Linked DNA regions of Hordeum vulgare: region 2 is linked to region 1. The links are chromatin contacts, called in public Hi-C maps. All regions are on one chromosome and are shown on one strand. The core of a region is the stretch at or near the end of the contact, and the rest is flanking DNA. Distances in the headings are between cores, read along the strand shown. Region 1 holds the start of LOC123407636. Region 2 has its middle 49 kb from the start of LOC123411103.

What was found. A called contact is a pair of places that touch in the nucleus more often than the background predicts.
Region 2: a Hi-C map of leaf shows a contact between it and region 1, with 6 times the contacts expected there. The contact joins the enhancer-like site here to the promoter of LOC123407636 in region 1. A contact is called at or near these places in 2 of 6 Hi-C or Micro-C datasets (leaf and seedling).

What each region holds. Positions count from the first base shown.
Region 1 is chr7H:29,481,566-29,485,150 of MorexV3_pseudomolecules_assembly, reverse strand. It overlaps LOC123407636, which reads left to right and starts at 1,546. Exons shown (of 7, transcript XM_045100817.1): 1 at 1,546-1,795; 2 at 1,875-3,216.
Region 2 is chr7H:30,080,540-30,084,605 of MorexV3_pseudomolecules_assembly, reverse strand. No RefSeq gene overlaps it. Among protein-coding and RNA genes, the nearest start is that of LOC123411103, 49 kb to the left of the region's middle. Within about 2 kb of position 2,720, at least 3 of the 3 cell types and tissues checked have open chromatin away from gene starts, as enhancers often do. A contact at or near this core is called in leaf and seedling, where this site is marked.

The sequences.
Region 1 (3,585 bases), core at 297-2,796:
GTAATTCCTGATTATTTTTTGAAGCAAAAACATTTAAATATAAATTGTGACCAAAATTTGGAACAAGAGAATAATTTTGCAAATTCAGGAAAAAAATAGAAGTCAAACATAAAAAAGGAAAAGTAAAATAGAAGTGAAGGAAAAAAATGGAAACGAAAACAATAACCTATTTTTAAATAAATTGTTTTTCTAGAAAGCCCGAATATTTTTTGAAAATATGAAACCTTTTTTAAAATTCTGGAACATTTTTTTATGTTATATTTTTTTTTAAAGACACATTGATTTGAAATTCAGAATATTCTTATAAAAGCAAGAACATTTTCTGGAATTGAAGGACAATTTTTTAATATGATATTCGTTTTATAAAATAAAATAACCTTAAAAAGGAATAGAAAGAAACAGAAAAAAAAACGAAATAAAACCAAAGAACCGATTGAATGAACGTCCTAGAAGGTTCAAAAACCCTTCTCGAGGAAACTGGGCCAGCCCAAGTCTTCTCGGGGTGGTGTGCGGAGCCCCGATTATTTGGCGCAAAATGATGTCACTGTAGGGCGAACGAAAACAAAGTACTTTCTCTTGATCTTGAGATTTTTTTCCGTTGAACATACCGATTTTTCCTTTTTTTGATTCCTTAGAATCTTTTTTTGTTTGTCTGGCGGTATCAAACACCCACCTAATATCTTATCTGCCTCTTCAGGAAAATGAATATCTCCGGAAAATATTTTGAGTTTCGTATGCCTTTTTTTTTTAATCTTCACTCGAATCAGTTTGCATGACTATGAAAACACCTCTTTGGATCCTCGAATTGAAAGAGAGATTGAGAGGGATCAAGAATCCTAATTTCCGCTATTTGAAATGGATAAAATTATGTTGAGTCTGACTCATATTGATCATTTCTCTTTAGCAAAAAATGACCGGTTATCAAAGCGATCAAAGGAGGATTAGAAGGATCCGTTATCCGAAAATTTGTACTCATTTTTTGTTTCAAATATTCACTTGTCGCATACCATATCTCAACAACGGATTGGTATAATTTTTCTGCCGCGTGTACAACCCCATTATAATAGTGTTTCTTTAAAAGAAAACTCTATTATTCCGTGTCTTGGACTAACCATCCTTTAGATGATATTGTTAAAAGATCCTCGATTTCTAACGAAATCGATGTGATAGTGGCTTGATGGGAAGCCCTGCTCACGTCCACGCGCACCTCGTGCTGGCGTGCTGCTCCGGCCAGCTCGTGCCTAACGTGCCTACGGGCCAGCTCGTTTAGTTAGCGAACGTGCTTGGGCCTCGAAGGCCAGCACAGCCAGCACGCGTGCCGGCCCGGCCTGGCACGGCACGAACGCTAACTGGGCCGTGCCGTGCCTAGCCCGTTTAACCCAGGCCGTGCCGTGCCTGGCCGGCCCGTTTGGCCAGGTTTGCCAGTGACCCAAAAAAAGTGCAACTACGCTATCTCAGTTCTTCTGAAAAAAAAAACCTAAGCCATACCAGTGCTGTACAACAACGACGGCTGGCGGCCGGCGGCAGCTCAGTGACGCGGTGGCTCCGGCCGTCGGCCGCAGAGCGCGGAGGCGGCGAGGACGACCGAGGATAAGCAGCGTCGATGCGGTCGCAACGGAGCACGCGGGTGGGGGTCGGCGCTGGAGCCGCTCGGATGCCGGCTCCGTCGGCCAAATGGACGGCGACCGGACCTAAAGAAGAAGAAGGCGAAGCGAGGAGCCGAGCCTTCCTGAGCCCAAGCCTCCCTCTAGCGCTCCAAAAAAGAAAAGCTTCAGGCAGATCTGCTCTGCTCTAGGTACCGCCCGCCCAACCAAAGCCTCTTTTACCACAGCCATCCTCAGTATAAAAATGTGAGATGCCATTATCCTTTTTAGACTTTTTTTTTCAGAGCAAGTGATAAGGGACGAGGGGATTTTTTGGGTGGAATAAATCGACGAATTCATCAGATTGAGAAAAGGGAATAAAGTGGCACCAATAGTGCTCTGCATGTCTAGAACCTGGAGCTTGATAAAATGTCCTTGTCATTTCAAGTAAGACCATTTCCCCCCAAGCAAACCCCCAATAGTCGCAGGTATATTGTCTCGTGCAGTACCGGATTTTTCTTTTATCACCGGATAGTATCCGTAGCCGTCAAAGCACCGCTGGCTACGCGGAGTTTCCGCTGCATGGGATGAAAATCTATATATGCCGTAGCGCTGAGCTTCCTCTGAGGGAACAAAGGAAGGAATAATATTCTTTGGGGACACGGGGAACAATCTTTGAAAAATCATAATTGAATTGGCATTGTAAGCTCAGAATCCTTTGCTTTTTTGAGAAAGCAGAGTACCATTCTGTTGCGGAATGGACTGAACTTCACCTTCACCAGATCAGTACCCATTCATAGGATCGATTTATAAGATTTGATTTTCACCAGTTGGTCTTTGATTTGCTTTGCCGGTCGACATCCCATGGATGGATCGACAATGAACATGGTCTAGTGGAAACAGTATTTGCAACCGATAACGTCTTTACCTTTGCACTTCCATGTGGAATCAATTCCTCTGCAAACCAGCAGCGCGAGAAGCCCTGCCGTTTATAGACACTAAAACATCCAGGTCACAAAACCAAAGCTGTATGGTAGATGGTAACTGACCATTCTCTTTGTTGAAAAGGGAAAACCTTATTGATGTGTCTACACTTGATTAATGTTTTGATATTTTTCAATGGTGGTCAATCTGGCTAGTGGGAAGCTTGATCCAGTGATCTACAACAGATCGATTTCCATAATATGCCACACAGAGGAACAGTTGCTGCATAAATAAATATGTTAAATCGCATCAAAGTATGTTTATTGTATACTCCCTCCACACTTATTTTGGGACGGAGGGAGTATTAGATTGTAAAAAACCTCTAAGTTAGTAAACTAGATCTGTCCAGTTTTAGGAAATTTGTAAATACAGTGTGCCTTGGTAAAAAAACACACTTCTTTAAAAAACTGGAAATCATATTCTTATCATCTTTTTTCATTTATATTCATATATTCCTCTGCATATCTTACTTGCTCTCTCAGCTACAGGGTTATTCATGTTTCTTCTACTCGCGTTTGTTTCTGACGGCAACAGAGGCAAAGGAACATACATACTCAGGGTAGTCCCGACTGATGCTTTTCATGCAGATAAAACAGTACGGATAGCTGACCAGAAGTGAACATGGAACCTCTTGAATTATTGCGGAAAGGTGTGATTTGGGAGAATATATGTTGATCAGAATAGGTTTTGTGAACGTCTGTAGGTCATGCACGTATGCAGAGAATTGATTCTCAAGTGCCTATAAATATTTAACCCCAATAATACAATCTGCCCCTGGCATATAATGCCATTTAGCCAGCTTTAGTACTATCTTTGGGCGGTTGCACAGCATCTAGAATGGACAAGACATGCAAACCCTGTATTAAATTAAATTAGTAAAAGCTAACATGTTAACCGAAGAGAATTAGCTTTACCTATTTCCTTTCCAAGTGAGGAGTTTCAGCTCCATGCAGCCATGGCTCCACCCTGTTGTGCTGTTTGATGCAGATTGGTCCACATAGGGATGTCTGTTACTTTT
Region 2 (4,066 bases), core at 1,471-3,970, 600 kb before region 1:
TTAACAAACCCTAAAATTAATTTAGGAAACCATTATTAATCCCCAAATGGACTTTATTGCATAAAATAATAGTCGAAATTTATTTCAGCCATAAAAAAAATGTTCACAACAGTGTAGATGATCCAAACTTATTGTGTGAATTGTGCAGTATTTGATCAATTTATTTTGACGTATCAAAATTCTCTGTGAATTTAAAAAACAAGTTGTAAATGTTGTTCATAGGGATGCGCGCAGTCATCAGCCGGGCAGCCCATGTCTATATCTTGTACGCGGCCGAGCATAAAAGCAACACTCAGCGTGGGAATATCGTATTTCATGCACATTGCGTCAAAGTGTTGAGCTTTCGCAGCGTATCTAAGACTAAAAAAGAACATCACCCGGTTTGGGAACTTTTTAGAAGGTTCCTGAACCTCGCTTTGTTTCTTTTCCCGGTTTTCCGGTTTCATTTCGGGTTTTCATGTTTCTTTTCATTTTCTTATCTTTTATTTATCATTTCAAAATGATTGTTTTTTCAAATTTTGTTCATAAATTGAGAAGATGTTTGCCTTTTTGAAAAAAATGTTTTCTTATTCAAAAAATGTTTGTGTTTCTGCTAATTTTTTTTTGAATGTTGTTGCTCCAAAATTTCTCAACTTTTCAAAAAAGTTCCTATTTCAGAAACAAATATGTTTTCAAAAAATGATCCCAATTTCAAAAGATTTCTATGTTATCATTTTTTTAAGTTTAAAAATATTCCAATTTAAAAATATGTTTATGTTTTTATTTTCTGAAGTTTCATAAAATGTTCCCATATTAAAAAATAAGAAATTACCGAAAGCTCTTCATCTTTATAAATTCATAAATGTTCGCTTATTCAAAAAAGTATTTTGTATTCTTGCTAAAAAAGTTTCCAATGTTTGTGCTTTCAAATTTCAACACTTTTCAAAAAATGTTCATGTTTCAAAAGATGTTCACGTTTTAATTTTTGTGAGGTTTCAAAAATGTTCCGATTCAGAAATAAACAGAATTTTCAGAAAGTGTTCATGTTATCAAATTTTATTCGGGAGTTTAGAAATTTCCTCATTAGTCCAGTTTTATTTTTGGAATGTAAAACATGTTCCCGTTTTAAAACAAAGTGTGCGTGATTTTGATAAATGTTCTTGCTTTTATAAAACATTTCAGTTTTTAGAATATCATTATCCAATTTAAAAACTGTTCTTGTTTCACAATACATTTAGTTATTTTCAAAAAATGCATCGAAAATTCCAAAAATAACTCATATATGCTTTTTAGGTTAGTTCTTAAATATTGATGCTGCAAATTAATCAAGAATTATCACTAGCTTAGCTGGTTGCAGTGCCTGCTCTATGGTCGAGTACATCATATAGAATGTTTCCTATTTAGCGCTGCACCCGGTCCTCGGCCGTCCCATTACAAAGTTAATCCGCTAAAAAGAACAGCGAACTCTGGGCCGGCCACGAGATTCAACTTTTCCTCCCTTCTATTCGTACCTACTTTTCTTTCTTATTCTTCATTTTAACTTTTCCATTTTCGAGTTCTATTTTTTCTTTTCTTCCTTTCCTGATTTCTTCCTTCACTGATTTTCATATTTTTATTTTCCTATATTCGTGAACATTTTCCAAATCCATGACGTTTTATAAAAAATTGATGAACTTTTATTTTCAAAATCAATGAACTTTTTAAATTTTAGTTAGCTATTTCTAAGAGTTGATGTTTTTTTTTCAAATTCTGTGATATTTTTTCAAGTTTGATGAACATTATCCAAAAGTTTTGAAAAAAATCAAATGCAGTGATCGTTTTCTAAAGATATATAAACTTTTTTCAACATCTTGAACTTTTTCCAGAATCTACGAACTTTTTTACATATTCTTTGATTATTTTAAAAAATTGATGCACAGTTTTTTCGAATTTGCTGATATGTTTTCAAATTCAGTAAACTTTTTCTAAACATTTATTCAAAATCTTAAACTTTTTCCAGAATACATGAAATTTTTCAAAATTGGATGACCGTTTTACAAAATTTTGATGAACTTATTTTTCAAATTTGTGGAACTGCTTTCGAATTCAGTGAACTTGTTCTAAACATTTCTATACAGTTTTTTAAAAAATTCTACGTTTTCCAGGATTGATGAGCTTTTTTTAGATTCAATTAACTTTTCTAAAAGTTGATTAATTTTTTCAAAAATTTCGATGAACTTTTTGTCAAATTTTAGGGACTGGTTACAAATTCAATGAACTTTTTCCATCTTGCCAAATTGTTTTTAATTTGTATAAACGTTTTGGAGAATAATTGATATCTTTAAATTCATGGTTTGTGCGAACGGTTTTTCAATAAATGTTTTCTTCATTTAATTATATATAATGGGTATGTAATAACAGTATATATTTAGTGCTTGTTCGAAATTAATGGTCAAAAGTAAATTTCATGATTTTCCCTATTTGATGAACTTTTTTCAAATGGATTAACCTTGTTTTTTAATTTCATGAACTTTTTTTGAATTCGATTGATTTTATGAAAATTGGACGAACTTATATGATTTTTTGTTTTAATTTTTCTATTTGTTTTTATAATCTACGTTTGATTAGTCAACTGGTCAACCACGCACCACCCTACAGAACAGCCCTCGAGCCAGCGAGCGAGCGAGCCATCAGGTGGGGGCGAGTCGAGGGATCGTCATATGGGCCGGCCCAGGAGTCTGCGGCTGTAAGCGCCAATTGCCTTAGCGCCTGAAGCGCCAACTAGGAGCACCCAGCACCCATCATATAGGAACGAGCCACTGCGTCGTACTAACATCTGCGGGCCCAATTGGTCGGGCCCATGAGCTAGCGGGACGTCCCCTTCTTGCAATTTCTTTTTCTTTTATGTTAATTTTTTATTATAATAATTTTCGATTTGAAAATAGTTCTAAATTTAAAAAATGTAAATTTAGGAAAACTATTCCTAAAGTAATAAAAATACCATGTGTTGAAAAATATATTCATGGATGTGAAAAATGTTCATGAATTTTATCAAATAATGCATGAATTCCAAAATGTTCATGAAATATAAAAAATGATAACATATACTGTATAGAATGTTCATGTATTTCAAAAAAAATCATGAATTCACCAAAATGTTTTACAAACAAAAAATCTATCAGAGTTTCAAAACTTGTATAGAAATTGAAAACAATTTTCGCAAGTTCTGTTTTATTTAACATTTTCACTAACAAAAAAATAGTTTGGATGAATATTTTTATACTTAGTTAATAAGATATAAATTTAAGTATAATTTTTAATTAGCTATTCTTTTTGAATTAGAAAACATTTATGAATTCCATAAATATTTTGAAATTTTTGAACATTTTTGGAAATTGTTTCGAATTTGATGGACATATTTTCATTTCAATGAACAAAATTTTGAATTCGATGAACAAAATTTGAATCTTAAAAGATGTTCATCTATTTGTGAACTATGTTTTTTGAATTTCAAAATATCTTCACCAGTTTAAAACAAATATTCCCATATTTCAAAAAATGGTTTTTTGAACTTATAAGTAACAAAGAAAAGAAAATTACAAAAGAATGCAAAAGGAAAATAAAAAAGCAAAATAAAAAGAAAGGGAGAATGAAAAATTATAAAAGAAAAAATTAAAGGATAAAAACGGCTTGGGAAGGTTAACCAGAAACAACTAGTTGGGTTGGCCCAAATAAATTCTCATCTACTCTAAAAACACGAGAGGGAGTTCCGAAACAATTTTTACGTCGCTGCAAGTTTGTGTTCCGACGGAAGGCCATCTGGAGGTCCGTTTCGTCACCCTACCGGAGGAGGGATCAATCACGGAGGGCCACTTCATTAACCTTGCTGCCCTCACGATGATGTGTGAGTAGTTCTCCACAAACATACGGGACCATAGTGAGTACCTAGATGACAACATCTCTCTTTGGTCTTTAGTACAATGACCATCGCATCTTCACTTTGATCCATATGATGAATTCCTTTTGTGTGGTGCGTTTGTTGGGATCCGATGAATTGTCGGTTGATGTTCAGATTATTCATGATAAATATTGAGTAACTTTTAAATAG